Regions from separate parts of the Mus musculus genome. Here all the other regions are linked to region 5. A link is a contact called in public promoter capture Hi-C data. All regions are on one chromosome and are shown on one strand. The core of a region is the stretch at or near the end of the contact, and the rest is flanking DNA. Distances in the headings are between cores, read along the strand shown. Region 1 holds the start of Rpp25 (ribonuclease P/MRP 25 subunit). Region 2 holds the start of Tspan3 (tetraspanin 3). Region 3 holds the start of Peak1os (a long non-coding RNA gene). Region 4 holds the start of Cplx3 (complexin 3). Region 5 holds the start of Cspg4 (chondroitin sulfate proteoglycan 4). Region 6 holds the start of Cox5a (cytochrome c oxidase subunit 5A). Region 7 holds the start of Pstpip1 (proline-serine-threonine phosphatase-interacting protein 1).

Region 1 (2,700 bases), core at 116-2,615, 640 kb before region 5:
ACAAAACTGAAGACAGAGCCATTTTCACGTTTGTTTTATTGGAAGCAAGACTCCAGCAGGACTCGGGGAGGAAGCATGGCAGATTTTGTCCTAAGTCCCCTCTCAGCCATCATGCAAGGCGGGTGGGGGAGGGATGCTAAAAGGGAATTGCTAGGGTGTGTGTGTGTGTGGGGGTGCAGAATAGGGTCCGGACATTTTCAACTTGGCCATCCTCAAGTAATCAGCTCCGTAGCTCCCGCTCTCAGTTAACAGCAAAGATGATTTTTAAAGCCTCAACTGTCAGCATCCATGCATACTGGGTGCTTTTAACGTCTGGGTCCCCAAGAAAGCTCAAGAGTCCCACTACCCACCATGCTTCCCTAAAAAAGACGGCCTAGCAAAGGTGTGGGTGGTGTTCTGTGGCTTCTGGTAACATGTCCCACAAAGTTTCCTTGGACTTCAAGGATCCTCTCTTCTCATTCCTGAGCTCTCTCCTGTCGCCTTGGGATCCGCGCTGTCATTCTGAGGACCGGTGTCCAGGAACATGGGCCCCTTAAAACCCAGGTATGAAAGGTGCGTGTGTTGAAAGGTATGCAGGAGTGTTGAAGATATATGATTCAGTCGGTCTGGGTGGCTCAGAGGCGAGAATTCTCAGGCGGTCCTGTCCTCATTCTCAGCCTCTGGCTCAGGCTGAGACCGCTTAGCGGTGCCTTCTTCAGCAGCAGATTCCCCCAGGCTCCTCTTGGACGTCGACACCGTAGGAGGGGACGAAGGACCAGGACTGAGGTTCGGAGGCTGGTAGCCAAGTTGTCGTGGATCCAGTGCGTCCTTTGAAAGTAGGATGGCGAGGCTCGGTACATTCTTAAGTACACTGAGACTGGCGGCCGGATCGCTGGGCGTCTGACCCGGTGTGGGCCCAGGCGGGAGGCTCTGCCACACCTCGCGCACGCTCCGGTAGCGCAGCCGCGTGACCTGGTGTAAGCCCGCCAGGCGGCGCTTGAGAATCTCGGCGCACGTGACGGTCTTGGTGGTGGCCCGGCCGCAGCCACTGAAGACGATGGCGCGCGTGGCTGGCTGCGCCATGCTGGCGGTGGCGAAGGCCAGTAGGTTGCGGATCTTGCTGCCCTCCTTGACCCGCATGTGTACAGCACCGGGTGCCAGATCTGCAAAAGGGCCAGAGTTCGGGCTGCCACCCTCATCACCGTCCCCCGCCGGCGCCTCCTCCGAGCGCACCTTACGGAAGTTCTCCATGCGCCGTCGTCGCTGGGATCGCAGGTTTTGCCATGGGGCCGCCTCAAGCCCGGGGCTGCATGGCCGCGGGTCGTGCCGGGCGAGAGCTGGCAGGGATTGGGGTGCCGGCGCCGAGTGAAGGTTGGAGGGTGGGCTGGGAACGTGCAGTCTTCAGCCCAGACTTCTACAGGGTAGTGATGTTCTACTCTGCGCCCTCGGCACCTTGTGCTCCGCGCCTTTAGCAGAAGCTCCGCCTGGGAGCCAGATAGGACCCGCCCCTTCGCCCAGGACCCGCCCCAACTCTGCGTGACTTGTCCCAGTCCCTCCAGCCTTTGGGATCCAGCGCTGGAGCTCAGCGGCTGGGGTCACAGAGCCACGGGTGATTTGGGAGGTGAAGTTCTCCGAAGTCACCATCTGTTCTCCCTGAACCAGACCTTATGCAGGAACAACCTAAATAAATACTATGCTTAAGGTTCAAATGCCGACTCAAGCCTGGTCCCTGAGCCCTGCGGGGTTCCAGCGCAAGGGCATCCCTAGACCCCTCCTAGGTAAGAGATCTCCAAACCACCTTTTGGGGCTTCGCTACTCCACCCCTCCAGGGACCTCCCTCCCGTTCTCTTACTATATTTTTGCGTCAAGGGCAGCCAGTGCATGGTCAGCAGAGAGTGGGAGGCGTTGGCTGCGGCTGCACGCAGCGCCTTCCCTGGGCTGGGACCGCTACGTCGTGGCCTGGTCCTTGCGTAGCTGCTTAGAGAGACACTAAGCTTTGCTCCTCCTGATCATACCTCCAGGCTCCCGGCACCTATGCACCTCTGAAATGCAGGAAGTGATGCGTTGGGCCAGCCTAAAGTGAATGGGGAACAGGAGACCATTTCTTCCAAGGCGTTAAATTCTTATATTCATGCCTGAAAGTCCTTTACTGGAGCTGCATACATGTTTATGAGCGTGGCTCAGCCCGAGCTAACGCCGGATTCCTGACTTCCAATTCCAGGTGGAATTCCTTGCCAGTCAGCCTTGGCCTCTAGAAATCCAGAGGGTTGTTTTTGTTAAAAGGAGACTGAGAGAAGACAGGTTTTAAGAGGTGGGAGGCAGGGTGGAGTGCCTTGGCGGAATGTGTGTGTGTGGGGGCGGGTACTTGCAAACTCTGGGAACTCCACTGAATCTGAGCAGAGGCTCGGGCTCTGCTGCGAGGTGAGGTGGGCAGTAGAAAGATGAGGTCTGATCAAAGCAAGACTGTTTAATAAGGAGTGACCCTGGCCTGGGGCCACGCCCTCAATATTCAATCCCGTTTCCATGGAAAGGCAGGGAGGGAATCAGACAGACGTGGGAAGCACCGGGAAGGAAGACGCACTGAGGACTGTAAGGAACGGTGTTCTCAAAGTATCAGCAAGATGGTGTTTGGATGAGCACAGCATCAGTCTAGGGGGAGAGCTGCCCGGCCCTCCTCTTCCTCTTTGCTATCTGTGACAATTCTCAGCCCCTCAGCTCAGA
Region 2 (2,700 bases), core at 115-2,614, 700 kb after region 5:
AGGTTTGTCACTGGGACCTGGGGAGGAGGGGTGGATGTTATTTATATCTCTCCCTGAGAATGGATTTAGCTGCACCTGTCACTCAGTACAGTGTTCTAGGTCTGACCCAACCATCGCGTCTCATGTCTGCTTGCCTCTTTGCTCATGGTATATCTACCCTCTTCTACTGGAATGAAAACCCCACATGGGCAAGCATTGTCTTCTTCCTCATGGTGGAATGCCATCACCTAGAATAGGTGCAGAGTGAGGTCTTGGGAACATGAGTGGGTCTTTGATAACATGGACATTGCTTGATACAGATGAATAGGATGCTGAGGTGCTTGGGTATTTCTGTGAATGCCCAGGGAAGATGATGAACCAGGGAGGCTACAGGAAAAAGAGATGTTTGAGGACAGGTAAAGAGGTCCCGAGTAAGGGAGAGTGCAGGACAGTGGCAGAAGTACTGTGTGTGGCTGAGGTGGCTTCTGCATTAGATCACTCTTCTATGTGTGGCTGCAGGCAAGTTTGGCATCCTTTCTAACCCTTAATTACCCTACCAGTAAAATTAGTCTGACAGTCATCTGAAGCTGGGGGAGGGGTAGTGGCATGAATGAACTAATAGTTAAAAGAAGCTAATATGCATGCAGCCAGCAGAGCGGAGGTCACATTGCCACCAAAGCTGATGACCTGGGACCCACAGGGTGGAAGTAAAGAACTGACTCCCAAAGTTGTCTTCTGACCTTTACTTCTGTGCTGTGGGATGTTTGTGGGTGCACACGCACATGCTCACACAGACACACACACACAGACACACACTCCGTTTTTATTTTTAAGGTGCTAATTGCTACCATTCATTTAAGATTACAGGAAAGAGCGCACATGTCAACATGTATGAAGATGTATCTGTAATTGCAAATCTCAGTCCAAAGAATAGAGCTGAAAGGGTGGCTGCCTTGCCCAACCATCTCTGCTTTGCTAGTGCGCCAGTGTTTTCTCCTTTCCTGATGATTTTTTTTTATCAGAGCTAGCAGAGCTTCTGGCATACTAAATTCTTCATAATCGTGTGTTGATGTCCACCGTATTTCTTCCCAACTTATATGGGGTGCTGCTTAGGTATCATGCAGTCACGAAAATCCTCATGTGAGGTGGGTCTTTCTAGGGAAGAGTAGTTAACAGAACAGAATTCTGTGGTCTTCCAGTCATTTGGTCTTGTAAAAGTAACTCAATAAGACGGGGAACGTGTTTGTCCCACTAGAAATTCCCCAGAAGAGGATTCTACACTCAAGGACGGTCAGAGGCCAGAAGAAAAGGCGCGGAGGCGTCGGCTCCTTTAAGAGGCGAGGCCACCTCGTTCTCCGCGGCGCTGATTGGCAGAAGCGGCCGCAGACGCGGGACTTAGTTGCCTGGGAACGGCCTAGGGGGCCTGCGGCGGGCTGCACGCAGCTGCGAGGTGCTTGCTGGGGCGGCGCGGGGGTCTGCGGGAACGCGGCTCGGGCCCAGCAGTTCTCAGCAGAGCCGCCGGCGCCATTGCCTTCTCGCTCGGTGAGCGCCGCTCCGCTCGCCCAGCCGGGCCTCCGCCGGCCGCCGGCACCATGGGCCAATGCGGCATCACCTCCTCTAAGACCGTGCTGGTCTTCCTCAACCTCATCTTCTGGGTGAGCTGGCGGGGAGACCGGACAGGGGAGGCCTCTGTGCGGCGCGTGGGGACCAGGCGGGCGCGGGAGCCGGCCGAGGGGTCGCCCGGGCCCTGCGGCCTCGGAGCTCTTGGTGAGGTCCTTCCAGGGCCCAGCAGAGGCCAGGACGGTGCCGACCGGAGGTCCCGGGGGGCCTCCGGTCCGCTGGCACGGTGCCAGGGTTACGCGGGTCGCCGCGGCGTGAGCCTGCGGGTCGCTCTGTTCTCAGGGCTGAGTCTGTCGGGACGCCAGGCCCGAAATGGGATACTCCCCTGTGAGTCGGGTCCGCTGTCTTTGTCTGAGTCCTCGCAGAGCCAGCGGCTGTCCCCAGGTCATGTAGCAGCTACGTGGGGACGCCTGTCGAGTCCCGGGCCAGGAATTTCGGCTTAGAGCTCTTTGTATAGAGTTGGTTGGCTGGTAAGCAGCCCAGAAAACGGAAAGGATTCAGCGTGAAACAGCAGAGCATTTCTTTGATCAAGAAAATCGCTGTTGTGGGGATGGGTAGCCTGAGGTTATAAACCCTTTTAAATGTATCAGCTGCCAGGAGATTTTTAAAGCAACCAATTCACTTCTATAAAAGGTTGCTCTTTGGAGGGGCTCGGGAAACCTGGCCCCAGAGAAAGTGCTTATAACCGACCTGTCTTGAGTCAGGTCATTATCTCACCTGGGACTTTTTACTAACCTGTTGTTCTTTGGCCCTCTCCTCCGTCTTGAATCCTTCTGGACTTTGCACCAGGAAAAAAAACTATCAAAAATGTCGTCTATCACATCTTTTTTTGTTTCTTAAAAAAAAAAAAAAGAACAGCTTAATATTAGAACAGTTCAACCTTTTTACTTTGGTACTCTTACTTAAAGTCTGGTAGTGTACTGCAGTATGACCCACACACTACTGTTGGGTGTTTTCTGATAAATTATTAATTATGGGCACACTACTGGTGATTTGGGACCCAACTGACCCTCAGGTTCTCAGGCTGGGATCAAGTTTCCTTTTTCCCAGGTTTGTTATAAACATTTGCCATGGGCAGTTTTCCCTGTCCACAGTACTCAG
Region 3 (2,700 bases), core at 145-2,644, 620 kb after region 5:
CTGCCACACAAAGATGGTTTCTCCTTAGAGGGGACATCGTAAGGGCATGATAACAAGGAGCTTGGCCCCTCACCTCCATACAGCCAAAGTGAAGTGACACTTCCAAGCCACTGCGGGAGGCAGAGGGGCACACTACTGAGCAGTTATACACATACTGAAGGAAAAAGTAAGTTCTCTTTGCTGGGTGAAAGTTAATGTAAACTACTTCTAGTTTCAAGGCAGCACGTTTTGTGTAACTAAAATGGCCTTTCTTCTTTGAGAGGAAAGAGTGTGAAAGCTTCAGCGTTCTACCTCCACAGTCAGATGTAGTGGGTTCCTAGAAGGACATCCGGTCTAGGCCATCCGTGAGGCATAGGTTCAGGGAGAGAACCTGCTTCAAAAGAGCAGGAGCAGTCATTGAGAACTGTTGGTGTCATCCTCTGTCCTGAAGACAGACATCCATGAATGGACCCCAACCCCGCCCCACCCCCCAAAAAGTTTCTTATCCTCGTTTCTCTTTGTCCAGAAGGAAATCAGAAAGAATATGGTGGGATTTGATGGTCTCAGAACACTTCTTGAATATATTTCATTGGCCAGCAACTTGCGATTGGCCAACTTGGCCATCTTATTCTCCAGCAGTTAGTGACCATTTGATCATCTTGTACTTCATAACCATAGAGTTGACAGTTTTCATCGGGAGTGGGGAGACTGGGAAGAGAAAGCTAAAAGTAAGTGAGCTGGCAGTGGCAGAAAAAAGAAAGCTTGACCTTTAACTGCCTCGTGACCAGCAGGATGCTCCAGACTCGTTTTCCTCGAGGAGAGTCAGCTAAAGAGTTAAGCTTTCTTTTCCATTTCCCTTCCTCCTGTACCATGTAGATGAGAACTGACCCTTCTGTCTACCTGGCATTAACTTATCCTTTCATCACATAATATAATCACAATTTTACTCCTAGTTCTTTCTAAATACCTCAGTAAATATTTTAACATGTAGCACATACTATGTGCTAAGTAAAGCAACGTGTGGTACTTACTATAGTAGTAGAGTACTATTAGGGAATATAGTAAATACCGTAAATACAGCAACTGATTTACAAAAGTCTTGAGTCTTTCCCTTTAATCAGTTAAGCATTCATTCGATTTTATTGTTACCTATTCTTCCTTTAAAAAAGAAAAACAAGCAAACATGTAGGTTTAATGACCAGGTATGAAGGTCTCAGATCCTTTCTAGTTAGCTCTGACTATCCTGGAACTTACTATATAAACCAAGCTGGCCTGGAACTCACCAAGCTATACACCTGCATCTGCCTCCCAAGTGCTGGGATTAAAGACCTGTGCCACCACACCCTGCTCTATAAATCTAAATGTTAATAGAACTTTTGAATACAAATTTGATGGACTGTCTTATTTGTTTCAGTCGTGTGACCCATGAAGTGGCAGGAGAACTTTCTCCTCGGGATCCAAGAACTCCTGCTGGGAAGCAAGATGGCACTTCAGTCACACCAACACTGCCTCCACCTGACCTGGAAAGGGAAGAAGAAAAAGATGACACTTTGGATCCTACTGACGTGAGTCCCTGCAGTGCAACCTACAGCAACCTAGGTAAGTACAAAGGTTATATAGATAGTACCTAAGCCGCGTCTTTATGTACAGTAACACCATTAGAGTTATAAATCTACATTTGTTTCAAAACATAACATTCAGGTTTTACTAGGCTTTTTTTGGGTTTTTTTGTTTGTTTGTTTGTTTGTTTGTTTTTTGTTTTTTTGGTTTTTTGAGACAGGGTTTCTCTGTGTAGCCCTGGCTGTCCTGGAACTCACTTTGTAGACCAGGCTGGCCTTGAACTCAGAAATCTGCCTGCCTCTGCCTCCTGAGTGCTGGGATTAAAGGTATACACCACCACGCCCGGTCCTAGGCTTATTTTAAATGCCTGCCCCATGAGCCCTGTGCCTTGTGCTGATGTAGACCTTGCCTTGAAGGATTCAACCTGAAGAGAAGAAGGGAGCGTGTATTCAGTATAATGTGATAAATACAATTGCGGAAACACACATGGAATATTTCCATGTTACACAAAGAAGAATGTCAAAAGAAGCCTTCCCGGAAATCATTCCTGAGCTGATTTAACTCACTGTCAAAGAGAAGAAAGAATGTTCCAGACAGAGGCAACAAGTGAACAAGAAGATGGAGATACAGAATAGCTTGGTGCCACAGCCATTGAGGTTGCTGCAATGTGGAGCATTAGATAAGATGTATTTCAGGTTAAAATCTTAGACCTTTTGTTATTTGTGATAGTGACCCATAAAAGGGCTTCGAGAAGACAGAATGACATGAATCAGAATGGGTTCACATAGGCTGTGGTGTTTGGTAGCAGGTACTGCAGGACTACATGACAGGATGAGGGGGACCTCAGTCAAGGTAGGGAGAAAGAACAGTGGACAAACTGAAGGAGTATTTCAGGGCAAAATATACACAGGATTGAATAATGTGAAGGGTGGGATTTCTGACCTGTATCAGCAGACTCGTAGTATGAGTCTTATGGTTGGAGGTGTTTGAGCAGGGGCTGACAGCCTGTGTCACAGACCTGTGATAGTGAGAACATGCAAAGAGACTAAACAGGATTGTTTCAGAAGTGTCTGCAGAGCTTCCTCAGGTCTCTACTTTCTTCACTGCAATTCCCAGTGACTTCTGGGTGATCTCCCTCCCTCGAGTATCACAGTTTCTTTC
Region 4 (2,700 bases), core at 113-2,612, 740 kb before region 5:
AATTTGCAAGATTGGGCAAGGAATCTCGATGCTCTGGATTAGAAATAAATGTCTCTAATCTCAACTCTTGGAAGGCTGAGGTAGAGGGATGCCGAAATCTGGACCAACCTGGGCTGGCTACACAATGAGATCTTGTCAAAAACAAAAACCAAAGAAGAAAACCTATACCTAGAAGTGCAACTCTGGCACTAAACCACCCAGGTAGACTTCAAATGCCGGGGTGAAATGGGGACTTCATGGGACATCAAGGGAGACACAGAAGGTCCCAGAATGTGGCAGCCTGTCATACACTGAGTCTTGTGAGACAAGTGTGAATACTTGGTCTCAGAAGGGAGACTCAAGTAACCTTTTCTCTCTCACAGCAGGCAGGAGCTGGACAAGAGGCTTCAGGAGTACCTGTCCACAGGAAGCCTTTCTCTAGAGCCTGCATTACCCATCACCAGGACGATAGGGGTTCTGAGGAGACAGCCCATCTCCCCCAGCATGCAAGCCTGACCCAGCTCAAAGCCATGTCTTACTGGGGAAAAAAAATGGGGGATAGAGGATTTAGCCAGTGCCCACATCTCAGTTTTTGGCAAGTCCATCATATTAAAGGTGATTTTCCTCTTGCTGTTTTGATAGCCTCATTTATCTCCCAGCCTCACATAGCCTCTGATAGCTTCTACCTTCTCTGTGTGGGCATCAGGAAAGCAAACAGGCAAGCAGGCAAGGAGGCCAAGAGCCAGATACCCCCACACCCTTTCCCTCTGAACTACTGAAGCAAAGGGAGATAACTGTGCAAAATTCTGTCCCTAAACTCACCAAGGACAAGGACAAGTCCCTGTGTTTCCTTCTGGCTCATCTTTTCAGTGCCCTCAAACAATACTCCCCTTCCCTGAGGCTCTAGGGACAGCAGGGCAGACACGTGACAAAGGAACTGAGCACAAACTCACCGAACCATATAACTGGGATTCCTGCTTGCGCTTCTGAGGTCTCCCCCACTTCCTGGCCTTGAGCACTTTGAGGTAGATGCTAGGGTCAGTAGAGTGGAGGTGGGGGGAGGAGGAGGATGGAATGGTACATAAGGGTGGGGGTGTTTGCCCCTTGCTGCTACCGGGCACTCCAAGATGAAGTCCTGGTTCTCGATGACCCAGGAGAAGAGGTCATTGGAGGGTAGGAAGCAGGAACCAAGGCACACTTCAGCGCAGCCCCTTCTCCCAGGGCAGGGACCCCGCCACCACAAGCCCTAATCAGCTGTCAGCAGTAGCCAGCAGTGCTTTGCTGGCGCTAAAGAAGGCACGTGGGAAAGGCGGGAGTGAGGAGCAGGCACGTGGTTCAGGCTTCTCAGCCCCGTGCATGCCCCCCCGCACCCTCCCCCCTCTGTGAGGAGGGTTTTGGGAAGGTAGGGACCAGTGCTCAAAGCGTGGGGCGCGAGCTCGCAACCGGAGCTGTCCCCGGGACTTAGTGCTGAAGTAGGCGCTGACGAACCAGGCGCCTGGTGCGGTGGTCAGAAAAGACCATGGCGTTCATGGTGAAGTCCATGGTGGGTGGCCAACTGAAGAACCTCACAGGGAGCCTGGGGGGCGGCGAGGACAAGGGGGACGGAGACAAGTCTGCAGCCGAAGCACAGGGCATGAGCCGAGAAGAGTACGAGGAGTATCAGAAGCAACTGGTGGAGGAGAAGTAAGTGGAATTTCTTCTTCGCTCATGTGACCCTCACTCAAATACCCTCACGCTGCTACACCCACCTCTCAGAGATCCCCTCTACTTCTCCTAAATATAGTAAGAGAGCAAGAGGTGCTCTCTGAGCTGATTTTATAGCCATCCCGTTTCAAATCCAGGACCCTGTTCCAGCTTCATCCTCTGGCTTAGAGGGGGTTGGGGAAAGGGTGAAGAGTGTGGCAGGGGTAGGGGTGCGGTGGGGGAGGGTGCACGTGCATCTCTGATGAAATAGGTAATCCCTTAATCCGATCTGGTCTTAACCGCATGTATTCCAACTGGGGCTCCTCTGAGCCTGAGGCTGTAAGAAAAGTACTTTTCATCTGGCAGGGCTCAGCGTCATGGGGACAGATCCACGATGGGGGTATTCAGAGATACTGAGCCTACTCTATGCAAGAGTTCTAGGGCAGAGTGGAGATAGAGAGAGCGACGGTCTGAACATTGCGGGGAGGTTGCTTGGTTCTGATCCTCACTTTGCTTATTAGCTGAGTAACTTTAGAAAAGTCATTTAACATTTCTGTGATTTCCTTTCTCCTTCTGGAAAATTGGAAGTGGTAATCACAATACGTGCTCTATACGTCTGTGAGGACTGAATGACTTAATGCATGTTAACCCTTTAGTATAGCGCCTGGCACGTGGCAAATCTTCATGACATGTCAGCTATTGTCACTCAACTTAGTACCGGTTGTTTTATGAGTTGCAAGTTTTCTCACTTTACAGAAGTGGAAGGAATGTGGCATACCAAAAATAGCAGGTTAGGATCAAGTCCAGACTGTCCCACACACACCCCTGCACACATAACCCCACCGCCCCTTCCACACAGCCTGTCAGAGAAGCAAAGAGAGACTTGAGTCAGAGATTGCGAAGGATCTTCAGAGAGAGACTCAGACAGAACAAGACTCCCTCCCACTCAGCTCTCTCTATTGGCAGGAGTGGAGAACACAGAGGATGGACACGGTGGTGGGTTGTGGCAAAAGCTAAGCCTGCTAGTCTGAGGGGATT
Region 5 (2,700 bases), core at 27-2,526:
CCAGATCTAGCTGGAGTCACCTTAGTGAGGGGTCCTTCCCTGACTCACTTCCCTTCTGGGTGCCTCGTGATAGCCTTCTTTAGAGCTGGTCTCCTCCGTCTGACGGGGAGAAGGGTGTGGTCCGGGCCCCTGGAAGGGAGACTCAAGTTCCTTCTCTGCTTTAAGTTGCTCTTGGAAATGGTCCTGAAAGATGTAGGCTGACTGCCTGATTCATACATTGGTAGTAATGACAGATGGGGCCCCGAGGCCACAGATCTCATGGTCTAACCAGACCTCATCTCCAGGAAAGGAAGAGCGTTGTACTGCTAGGGTTCCTGGGATTGTGACAATTGTGACAGACAAGATGCCCACCAAGGTGCTCTTCACTCAGGCTCTGCTGGTCAGACACCAGAGCTAGAGACAGGGGGTGTGGCCTGGTTTGTCCCAGGGCTATCAGAGAGATATCTGAGGGGTGGCAGCCTTGCCTCTGGGCCCTGGAGAGTGGGTGGTCTTGTCTGTCACCAGCCAGGTCCTCTCAGTGAGGAGAGCAGACACGAGGGAAAGAAGGTATACGGGCCGATGGAGGTAGGGACAGAAGCCAGCTAGCCAGCCCTGGGAACAAAAAGAGAGTATGGAAGCCAGAGGCAGTTAGAGGAGGCCGTGGCAGAGGTGTGCTGGGCACACACAGGGTGGGGCATTGTGCCTCCTCTCCGAGTCTCACTTCACAGCACCCCCACTTCTGGCTCAGAGTATCTGTGGTCAGGATGCACACTTAATGCTGCCTCTGGGTATACTTTGATAGCCACTGTGGTCACTCAAACCTGTATGGCAAAGAGAATGGATAGCATCGAGGTGGCTAAGTGTCCCAGACAACCTGGGTGGGCAGAGCCACACCCTTGGCAATCTGACTCCAGGGGTCCCTTTTCAGAGTCTGACTTTCTAGGGTCAGGAAAACCAGACAATCTTGGATACCCGGAGTTCCCATTAACAGAGATCACAGCTTTCCTTCCAGACCCTCAGCCTGGGGAAGAAGTATAGGCCCTTGGACTCTTGATCAGGGACCATGAGTGCAGTCCCCATATAGATCCTTTAGGCAGGGGCAGGGTCTCAGTCCCTCACTCACCAGGAGCTGTAGATCTGACCAACAAGGCCAAGGTAAGAGCCAAGGCCAGGGCTGGAGCTGACAGCGGGTGTCCCGGGCCGAGAAGCATCGCGGCGGGGCTGGGTGCCTGGACTTGTAAGGCGAAGGAACAGAGCGTGCTGAATCTGGACAGCACCGAGTCGCAAGTCGCAAGTCGCAATTCAAGTCCAAAGTCGAGGGAGCAGGGCTCCTCGCACGGGCTAGGGCGCAAGGGCTGTCCAGTACTTAACTCCGGGGGCGGGGCAGGCGCCAGACCCGCGCTTAGATTTCGGGCGGGGGCTCCCTCTGTCTGCTCCCACCTCCAACTTTCTTAAAGGGGCCGTGCTGGGCTCTTGCTCCTGGTTAGGATTGAAGGACCTTTCCTGCCAAGGCAGACCCATGCCCCATTTTAAGGGTTTGGGACAATGTCTCTTAAGTCTTTAGACCCCCAGAACTCTGTGGACAGGATCTCTTGAGAACGGGAAATAAAAGTGAGAGCTGCCAGCCCTCTTCTGCCCTTGCGGTGATGTAGGGGTTTAGGTGCCTTCAAGGTCACAGGTCCCCGAGGATTCCACTAAAGCAGACCGCTAGGCAGGGCTCTGGGTTTGCCCTTCTCTTTCCACAGACTGTACATTCTCTGCCTGTAAAGACAAGAGGTCTGGATCTTGTGGTGCAGAAGCTCAGCCCTGTGGTAACACATGCTTCAAAACAACCCTGCAAGGTAGGGGCTGAGCACCCTTCCCTTCATTTTGTGGAGGAGGAGCCCAGCTCAGAATCCAAGGTCAAAGGTAGTGCCTGGCCATTTCCTGCCAGGATCCCAGGCCTCCTGACCCCCAAATCTTGGTGTTTTCACTTGCCCCACCACCTCCTGGAAATCTGGCCCTGGATTTAGCTCCTACCTAACAGCTTCAGGCTGGGGCCTTCTCCTCCTGGCTCCTTCCCAGGCAAGAGCCTGCCTAGTCCCAACCAGGAGCTGGAAAAAGCAGAGTTACTGTGGCTTTTCCCCGTGCCTGTGTTTGGCCAGCCCCAGCTGCATTGGGACCTGGCCTGGGTTTTTTCTAGGAGACGCATAGAGGAACACTCCCGTTCCTCTCTTCTTTCACGCATATCCCTCCACTGGGCTCCCTGCTGTGCCCACGTTCCACTGTGCACCCTCTTTCCAATCCTTACCCCTGAGCAGCAACAATCATAGCACAAGTCCAGCGTCTCATGACTTCTGATAGAACCGAGCCCCATTTCGATAGAGAAACTGAGGCTGAGAGGGATTAAAGGGCCTGGGTGAGTTGATCCAGGCGAGGGCAAGCCGAATCATTGAGCCCATGCTCTGTGCTCTTACTACCATGCCTGGTCTGATGTGTTCTTGATCCCAATTCTCCTACTTGACTGGCCTTTAACTACTCCTTTTTTTCCTGTGGTTCAGTTTTTCACTTACAAGTTTGAATTTATAAGCATTAAGTGTTTTAATATGTCTCAAATGCCTACCTTAGGGCCTGGCATACAGTAGGTGTTCAACTCATATCGCCTTTTCTTCTTCCTCTCTCATTCTGCACATCCCAGTACTTCACGGTTTGTATACAACTACTGCACATCCTCCCCTTGAT
Region 6 (2,700 bases), core at 155-2,654, 660 kb before region 5:
ACACTAATGTATCTCAGACCAGGATCCAAGCACACAACTACTGTGATTAAAGTATAATGCCTGTGCCGGGTGTGGTGGCTCCCAAGGTTAATCCCTGCACTTAGGAGGCAAGAGGAATGCAATAAGTTCCTCGATAGCCCTTTTAGTACCATTCTGAGTTCTAGTCTAGTCTGGGCTATAGAGGCCCTGTTTCTAAAATAAAATACTCCTATTTATTTTAGGCCGATGCCGGCCTGGTTTACAAAGAGTTCCAGGACAGCCAGGCTACACAGCTGACACATACCACAACCAAACAAAACCAAAAGTAAGATAGATGTACCGTGCTAAGTGGAGAGGGTCTGAGAACACACCAAGTGGCAGAGCAATTATCTAGCAATGCAGGGCCCTTGGTTCCCCCTCAGCAATGGGGGTGGACAGTGATGGGACACAAAATCTCCTGATCACACAGAAGGGGAAACAAGCAACCAAACATAATACTTCATAAGTCAGCACTGAAGCTTCTCATTTTAAACGGGTGGAGGGGAATCCACGAAGCTTTCCCATGTTTGTACACCCAGTATTCCTCAGTATTTGGTACCCAATCTTGTAAACGTTATCATTCTTTCCATTAATATTTGTCAATGTTCAGGCTCTCTTACAAGCCGCAAGAAACCACACTTTAAATTATCTATTTGAAACGCAGGGCTAAAATGTGGCTCAACAGTCCTCAAACGTGGCCGTACCCAGTTATGAAGGTGACACAAAAATGCCAGCAGAGAATTGCCTGATCAGGGCTAAAAGGGTATTGTGTCCCACTGGGGAATCAAATTGTGTTCTAGGAAACGCAGAGGCGGGCGGCGCGCCCGGAGGCTCAATGTCACCTTCGCCAAGATGCCGCAGGCCGGCGGGGGCCACTCCCGGTCAGGTGGCTGCGGGGTCAGCGCAGGGAACGGTCACGGCCCAGAGACTGAAAGGAAGTGCTGAGCTCGTCCTCGGCGACCCCGGCAAGTCCACACACCTGACTGGCCGCGGGTTCGGCATCAGGAAGTGGCGGGGAGGGAGGCCCGGAGGAGTCTCCTACACGACTCCAGACGGCCGCGGACGCACTGCGGTCACCGGGCTCCAATGCCGGCTCGCAGGGCAAAGGCTAGGCCGCCAGGGAGCCTGCCCTCGAGTGGCGGCGGGAGCCCAGGTCACAGCAAGGACACGCGAGCGAGGGCTGTGGCGGGCGCGGACCTTACCGGCGGCGGGGCTGGGAGCCGAGGCGGGGTGCAGGAGGCCTCGGGCAGCCGCGGCTGCGGTACAGCGACGGAGGGCAGCGGCGAGCATGACGGCGACCACAGCGCACTGGCTGAGGCTGACGAGAAGCCGGTGTGAGCTCGCGGGCGGTACAGCAGTTCGCGGGGGCCGGACTCACGCAGCGACGCACGCTGGGCGGAGCATAAGGCCGGCCCACTGCGGAGCTCGCGCCTACGGAAGCGGGTGGGGCGCCATGCGGTCGCCGGCGGCTACGGCGGCCGTGGAGGACAAACCACGTCGGCGCCGCGCCAAAGCTGGTCCGATGACCCGGGTGACCGTAGTGAACATTCCTGCGTGGGAGGAAAGGCAGGGTGAGCAATGGACAATGTGGATTTGGAATCGCCAACAGAGGAGACTATCACAATTTGGAATTGTAGCGATAATAACGGCAAACTATAATAAGAATAACCGCTTTGCCCCCGCGCGTTGGTGTATGCTATAATTCTAGCCCTCTACAGGCTAAGTATTAGGAATTTCAGGCTCTCTTATGCAACCTGAGTCTCAGAAAAAAAAAAAATCATACTGGGAGTAGTGACTCAAGACAATAATCAACATTTTGGAGGCAGGGGGAAAGGGGATTCAAGGACAGCCTGGGTCACATGATCCTCCCCCACCCACTAAAGCCCAATTATTTACTTTTACCCATTAGGAAACCGACTCAAAAATTACGTTGTTTAGGGTCTAGGAAGATAGACGGTTTAGTGGATAAAGTGCTTTCTGTGGCTCAGTAGTTAATAGTTTATTAACTTTCTGCGCTCTCAGAGGACTCACGTTTACTTCACATCAGGTGGCTCCCAACTGTCTGTAACTCCCGCTCCAAGGGAATCTGACACCCTCTTCTGGACATCACAAGTACCCACATTGTGCTGTGCTATATACTCACACACATACATGTAAATAAACTTTACAAATGAAATGAAGGCACGGATGAATAAGTAAACGAAAAATGAAAAAAATGTACCTTGATTAAACGAGTATGAATCCATGAATTGGCTTTCCTAATCTTGACTTCTCTGAGCCAATTATGGGACATATGTTAGTTATCTTAATTTTATTTTTGGTTATAAGGTGTGGTAGTTATTGAATAAGAATGGCTCCCATAGTCTCATATATTTGAATGCTTGGTCATCAGAGAGTGGCACTATTTGAGAGGGATTAGAAGGTGTGGCCTTGTTGGAAGAAGTGTGTCATTGGGGGTGGGCTTTGGGGTTTCAAAAGCCCATGCAAGGTTCAGAGTCTCTCTCTTCCTGCTACCTTCAAATGTAGAACTCTCAGCTACTTCTCCAGTACCATTCCTGCCGTGCTTTCTGCCTGGATGATAATGGACACTGATCTCTAAAACTGTAAGCCAGCCCCAGTTAAATGCTTACTTTTATAAGAGTTGCTGTGGTCTCTTCACAGCAATAGAACACTAAGGTTTCA
Region 7 (2,700 bases), core at 128-2,627, 780 kb after region 5:
CCTCATCCTCCTGGCTTTGACCTTAGGAGTGGGCCCTGGGTGAGTAAAAGGTCCTGAGAGTCCCCTGTGGTGTTGGAGAGTTATCCTCAGGAGAAAGACATCCCCAGCTTTAACCAAAAGGTCTCAGCCTTGTGTCTCCAAGGGACAGTCAGGGGTGGAGGAGACTAGGGGAAGCTGAGGGAAAAGTGGAAAAGCAGGAGAGCTGGGCAAGCGCTGTGGCCTCTACTGCCCTCCTGGCTAGGTTTCCTCATCTCACCGGCAAAAAGATTTGTTTTACACCTGCCCTGAATTTGAAACAGCAGGCAGGAAGTTGCCTAGCCCAGCTGCCTTGTTCATGAACCTGAGGTATGCAGAGATCAGAGACTGGGTGAAAGAGTTTTAACTCTGGCAAGGCACCAGGGCTTTACTGCATTGGATCACCTTCAGTTGTCAAATATCTGTACTTATCTCCATTATACAGATGTAGAAACTGAGGCCCAGAGAGAAACAGCAACCGACCCAGCCCTTACAAAGCTGAGACCCGAACCAAACTAAAGTTGGTCTGGTGTCTGGGCTGCTGACTTCTCCCTTGTACACTCCTCCCTATGTATCCTCCTCAAATCCTCCATTAGGCTGTCCTGGTGAGCTCTGCCGCTGGGGCAGCATGCCCCTGAGGAGAAACAGCCTGAGGCCATCCCTCTGGCTGTGGGGGTGATGTCTGTGAGAGAAATTCATTATCTTAGCCAGGGCCCCTCTTTTGCCTTTCATGTCAGTAGAGACTGTGGCCCAGGCCACCTCCATGATAATTAAGACCAAAGTCAAGGCACAATTTTTATGGGGAAACTGTACCCCTATGTCAGTCTCCAAGGTGATTCCTGCCTGGCTGGACCTGTTCGGCAAGCTCACCGCCCCCAGTCGACTCCACTCACCCAGAAGGCATCTCGGAACTGCAGCTGGGCCATCATCCTCCAAGGGCGTCTGTTGTGTCAAATGCTAGCACTCCTGCTTCAAGCAGGGCTGAACATGGGCCAGGAGCCAGGAGCACGTCCCAGTCCCAGCGCGGCTAGCCCAGGCCCTCCCTCCCACTCCCAGCCGGCGCCGTCTGAAACGCTCAGAAGGCAGCCACAAGCCAGAGGCAACTGCCGGAGGAGGAAAAAGGCTCAACCTGTTTTGTTTGGGGCTAGAATCAGCAGCGAAATGAGGAAGGAGCCCTGCCCAGTGATGGAAGGGTGGGCCACGATTTCCAGCCTAGGCTCTCGCCAGCCCCACTGATGGAGGAGGACGCAGGCTGAGGCCCAGGGCAGGCAGCCCAGGTGGCAGGCAGAGGCTGGGAGAGAGGAAGGATGTGCACAGGCCAGGCAGGCAGGCAGGCAGCCTGAGGCCGGCACAGGAAGGTTTGTGCAACCTCCCCCAGGGCAGGCGCAGGGCTCTAACCCACAGGAAGTTGAGCTGCTGAGTTTCTCCTGCACAGCCCCAGCCCCGCCTGCCACCTGCCACCCTGCTGCCTGCTCAAGTCCTGGCCCAGTTTAGCTTTAGAACTAACAAGTTAGGAATCTCATGACTGTTACTCTCGCCGGCCCCAAGAGGTTAGGTTCTTAGGGTCTCACCCCGGAAAAGGACGTCCACCATTCATTCCAACTTTAGCAGTTCATGCCCTAGACTAGGTCCTACCCTCAAGTTGCTCACAGCACGGGGCGGACTCAATTGCGGTCCTGGTCCCGGGGCTATGAGAGTGGAGACTTGTTTTGAGAAGGTAACTAGCTAAGGGACCTCAGTGTGATGAGGCACGGGTCCTTGACCCCGTGCAAATCTTCACCCATTCCATCTTCAGTTCATAACTGTGATAGAGGGAGACAGGAGTCTGGAGACTCAGGCTCAGCTTTTGTTTAGTTTGGATTCTGCCCTTCACTAGTGGACGGACCTTGATTGACCTAACTCAGAGCCTCAGCCTCCCCATCTGTCACTTCCAGTCTCTGGGAAAGTGTTTCGTATCAAGAATGCCTCTGGAATTTCTCTTTGTAGGGCAAGCAGGTCCTGGGGAACCCTTTCCAGACAGGGTTTGCCCACTCAGCAGAAGAGGCCTCTGGAGTCCTGAGCCCGGGGTGGGCTGGTGAAAAGAATGAGTCAGAGACTGTCCACAAATCACCACCCTTACCGAGGCTTACCTTAGGACCAACTGGGTTGATCAGACAGCTGAGTTCCCAAGTGTGGGTTACACGTGCCAGGGCTTAAAGAGAGGCACACCCAGGCTTCCCTAAACACCCCCAAGAAGAAGCACAGCAGGCCTGCTGCTGGAAGCCCTTCTCTCTAGAATCCCGGGGCTTGAGCTAATGAGCATCTTTTAAAAAGAGATTCATTTCTAATTTTTATTTGCGTGATATGTGTGTGTGCTAGGTATGTACAGATGCCTGTAGAGGCTAGAGGAGGGCATCCAATCCTTTGGAGCTGCCTAATGTAGGTGCTAGGAATCGAACTCTGATCCTTTAGAAGAACACCAGTCACTCATAACCACGTGGTGTAAGTTACCTTAACCCTACAGGCCCTCTGCTGAAGCTACTTTTATTGTTACAGATTGGCCAACTCAACATCTCCATCTGTAAAATGGGATGAAACCTTGAAATCAGAAAGCAGACCAGAGTCCTTTGTTACCAGGAGCCTTGTTTTAACTGACAGGAAAAGCCCAAGCTGGGGTCCCTGCTGACCTCTCCAGGAATCTCTTCC

The links. Promoter capture Hi-C pulls out the DNA fragments that hold promoters and counts their contacts.
Region 1: a promoter capture Hi-C map of hippocampal neurons shows a contact between it and region 5, with 2.8 times the contacts expected there. The contact joins the promoter of Rpp25 here to the promoter of Cspg4 in region 5. A contact is called at or near these places in 2 of 39 promoter capture datasets (3T3-L1-derived adipocytes and hippocampal neurons) and 1 of 115 datasets of contacts at active chromatin or transcription factors (pancreatic cancer cells).
Region 2: a promoter capture Hi-C map of embryonic stem cells shows a contact between it and region 5, with 4 times the contacts expected there. The contact joins the promoter of Tspan3 here to the promoter of Cspg4 in region 5. A contact is called at or near these places in 11 of 39 promoter capture datasets (3T3-L1-derived adipocytes, the C10 cell line, the HPC-7 cell line and 6 more) and 2 of 115 datasets of contacts at active chromatin or transcription factors (astrocytes and embryonic stem cells).
Region 3: a promoter capture Hi-C map of hippocampal neurons shows a contact between it and region 5, with 9 times the contacts expected there. The contact joins the promoter of Peak1os here to the promoter of Cspg4 in region 5. A contact is called at or near these places in 7 of 39 promoter capture datasets (the C10 cell line, cranial neural crest, embryonic stem cells and 4 more), 3 of 115 datasets of contacts at active chromatin or transcription factors (embryonic forebrain, embryonic midbrain and forebrain) and 1 of 9 other capture datasets (embryonic stem cells).
Region 4: a promoter capture Hi-C map of stem cell-derived epiblast-like cells shows a contact between it and region 5, with 6 times the contacts expected there. The contact joins the promoter of Cplx3 here to the promoter of Cspg4 in region 5. A contact is called at or near these places in 5 of 39 promoter capture datasets (embryonic stem cells, hippocampal neurons, liver and 2 more).
Region 6: a contact with region 5 is called in a promoter capture Hi-C map of stem cell-derived epiblast-like cells, with 4 times the contacts expected there. The contact joins the promoter of Cox5a here to the promoter of Cspg4 in region 5. A contact is called at or near these places in 2 of 39 promoter capture datasets (hippocampal neurons and stem cell-derived epiblast-like cells).
Region 7: a promoter capture Hi-C map of embryonic stem cells shows a contact between it and region 5, with 2.7 times the contacts expected there. The contact joins the promoter of Pstpip1 here to the promoter of Cspg4 in region 5. A contact is called at or near these places in 3 of 39 promoter capture datasets (embryonic stem cells, hippocampal neurons and stem cell-derived epiblast-like cells) and 1 of 115 datasets of contacts at active chromatin or transcription factors (the NIH/3T3 cell line).

The regions. Positions count from the first base shown.
Region 1 is chr9:57,502,767-57,505,466 of GRCm38.p6, reverse strand. It overlaps Rpp25 (ribonuclease P/MRP 25 subunit), which reads right to left and starts at 1,365. Exons shown (of 1, transcript NM_133982.1): 1 at 20-1,365. The coding sequence starts at 1,230. The coding sequence ends at 631.
Region 2 is chr9:56,159,734-56,162,433 of GRCm38.p6, reverse strand. Tspan3 (tetraspanin 3) reads left to right here and starts at 1,364. Exons shown (of 7, transcript NM_019793.3): 1 at 1,364-1,634. The coding sequence starts at 1,572.
Region 3 is chr9:56,240,038-56,242,737 of GRCm38.p6, reverse strand. Peak1os (a long non-coding RNA gene) reads right to left here and starts at 1,394. Exons shown (of 6, transcript XR_003948326.1): 1 at 1-1,394. Peak1 (pseudopodium-enriched atypical kinase 1) reads left to right here. Exons shown (of 7, transcript NM_172924.3): 5 at 1,394-1,578.
Region 4 is chr9:57,604,943-57,607,642 of GRCm38.p6, reverse strand. It overlaps Cplx3 (complexin 3), which reads left to right and starts at 1,362. Exons shown (of 3, transcript NM_146223.3): 1 at 1,362-1,662. The coding sequence starts at 1,499. It overlaps Lman1l (lectin, mannose-binding 1 like), which reads left to right. Exons shown (of 13, transcript NM_199222.3): 13 at 363-610. The coding sequence ends at 495. It overlaps Gm32392 (a long non-coding RNA gene), which reads right to left and starts at 1,212. Exons shown (of 3, transcript XR_003948333.1): 1 at 933-1,212.
Region 5 is chr9:56,863,680-56,866,379 of GRCm38.p6, reverse strand. It overlaps Cspg4 (chondroitin sulfate proteoglycan 4), which reads right to left and starts at 1,276. Exons shown (of 10, transcript NM_139001.2): 1 at 1,103-1,276. The coding sequence starts at 1,190.
Region 6 is chr9:57,519,936-57,522,635 of GRCm38.p6, reverse strand. It overlaps Cox5a (cytochrome c oxidase subunit 5A), which reads right to left and starts at 1,404. Exons shown (of 5, transcript NM_007747.2): 1 at 1,221-1,404. The coding sequence starts at 1,308.
Region 7 is chr9:56,088,653-56,091,352 of GRCm38.p6, reverse strand. Pstpip1 (proline-serine-threonine phosphatase-interacting protein 1) reads right to left here and starts at 1,377. Exons shown (of 15, transcript NM_011193.3): 1 at 909-1,377. The coding sequence starts at 944.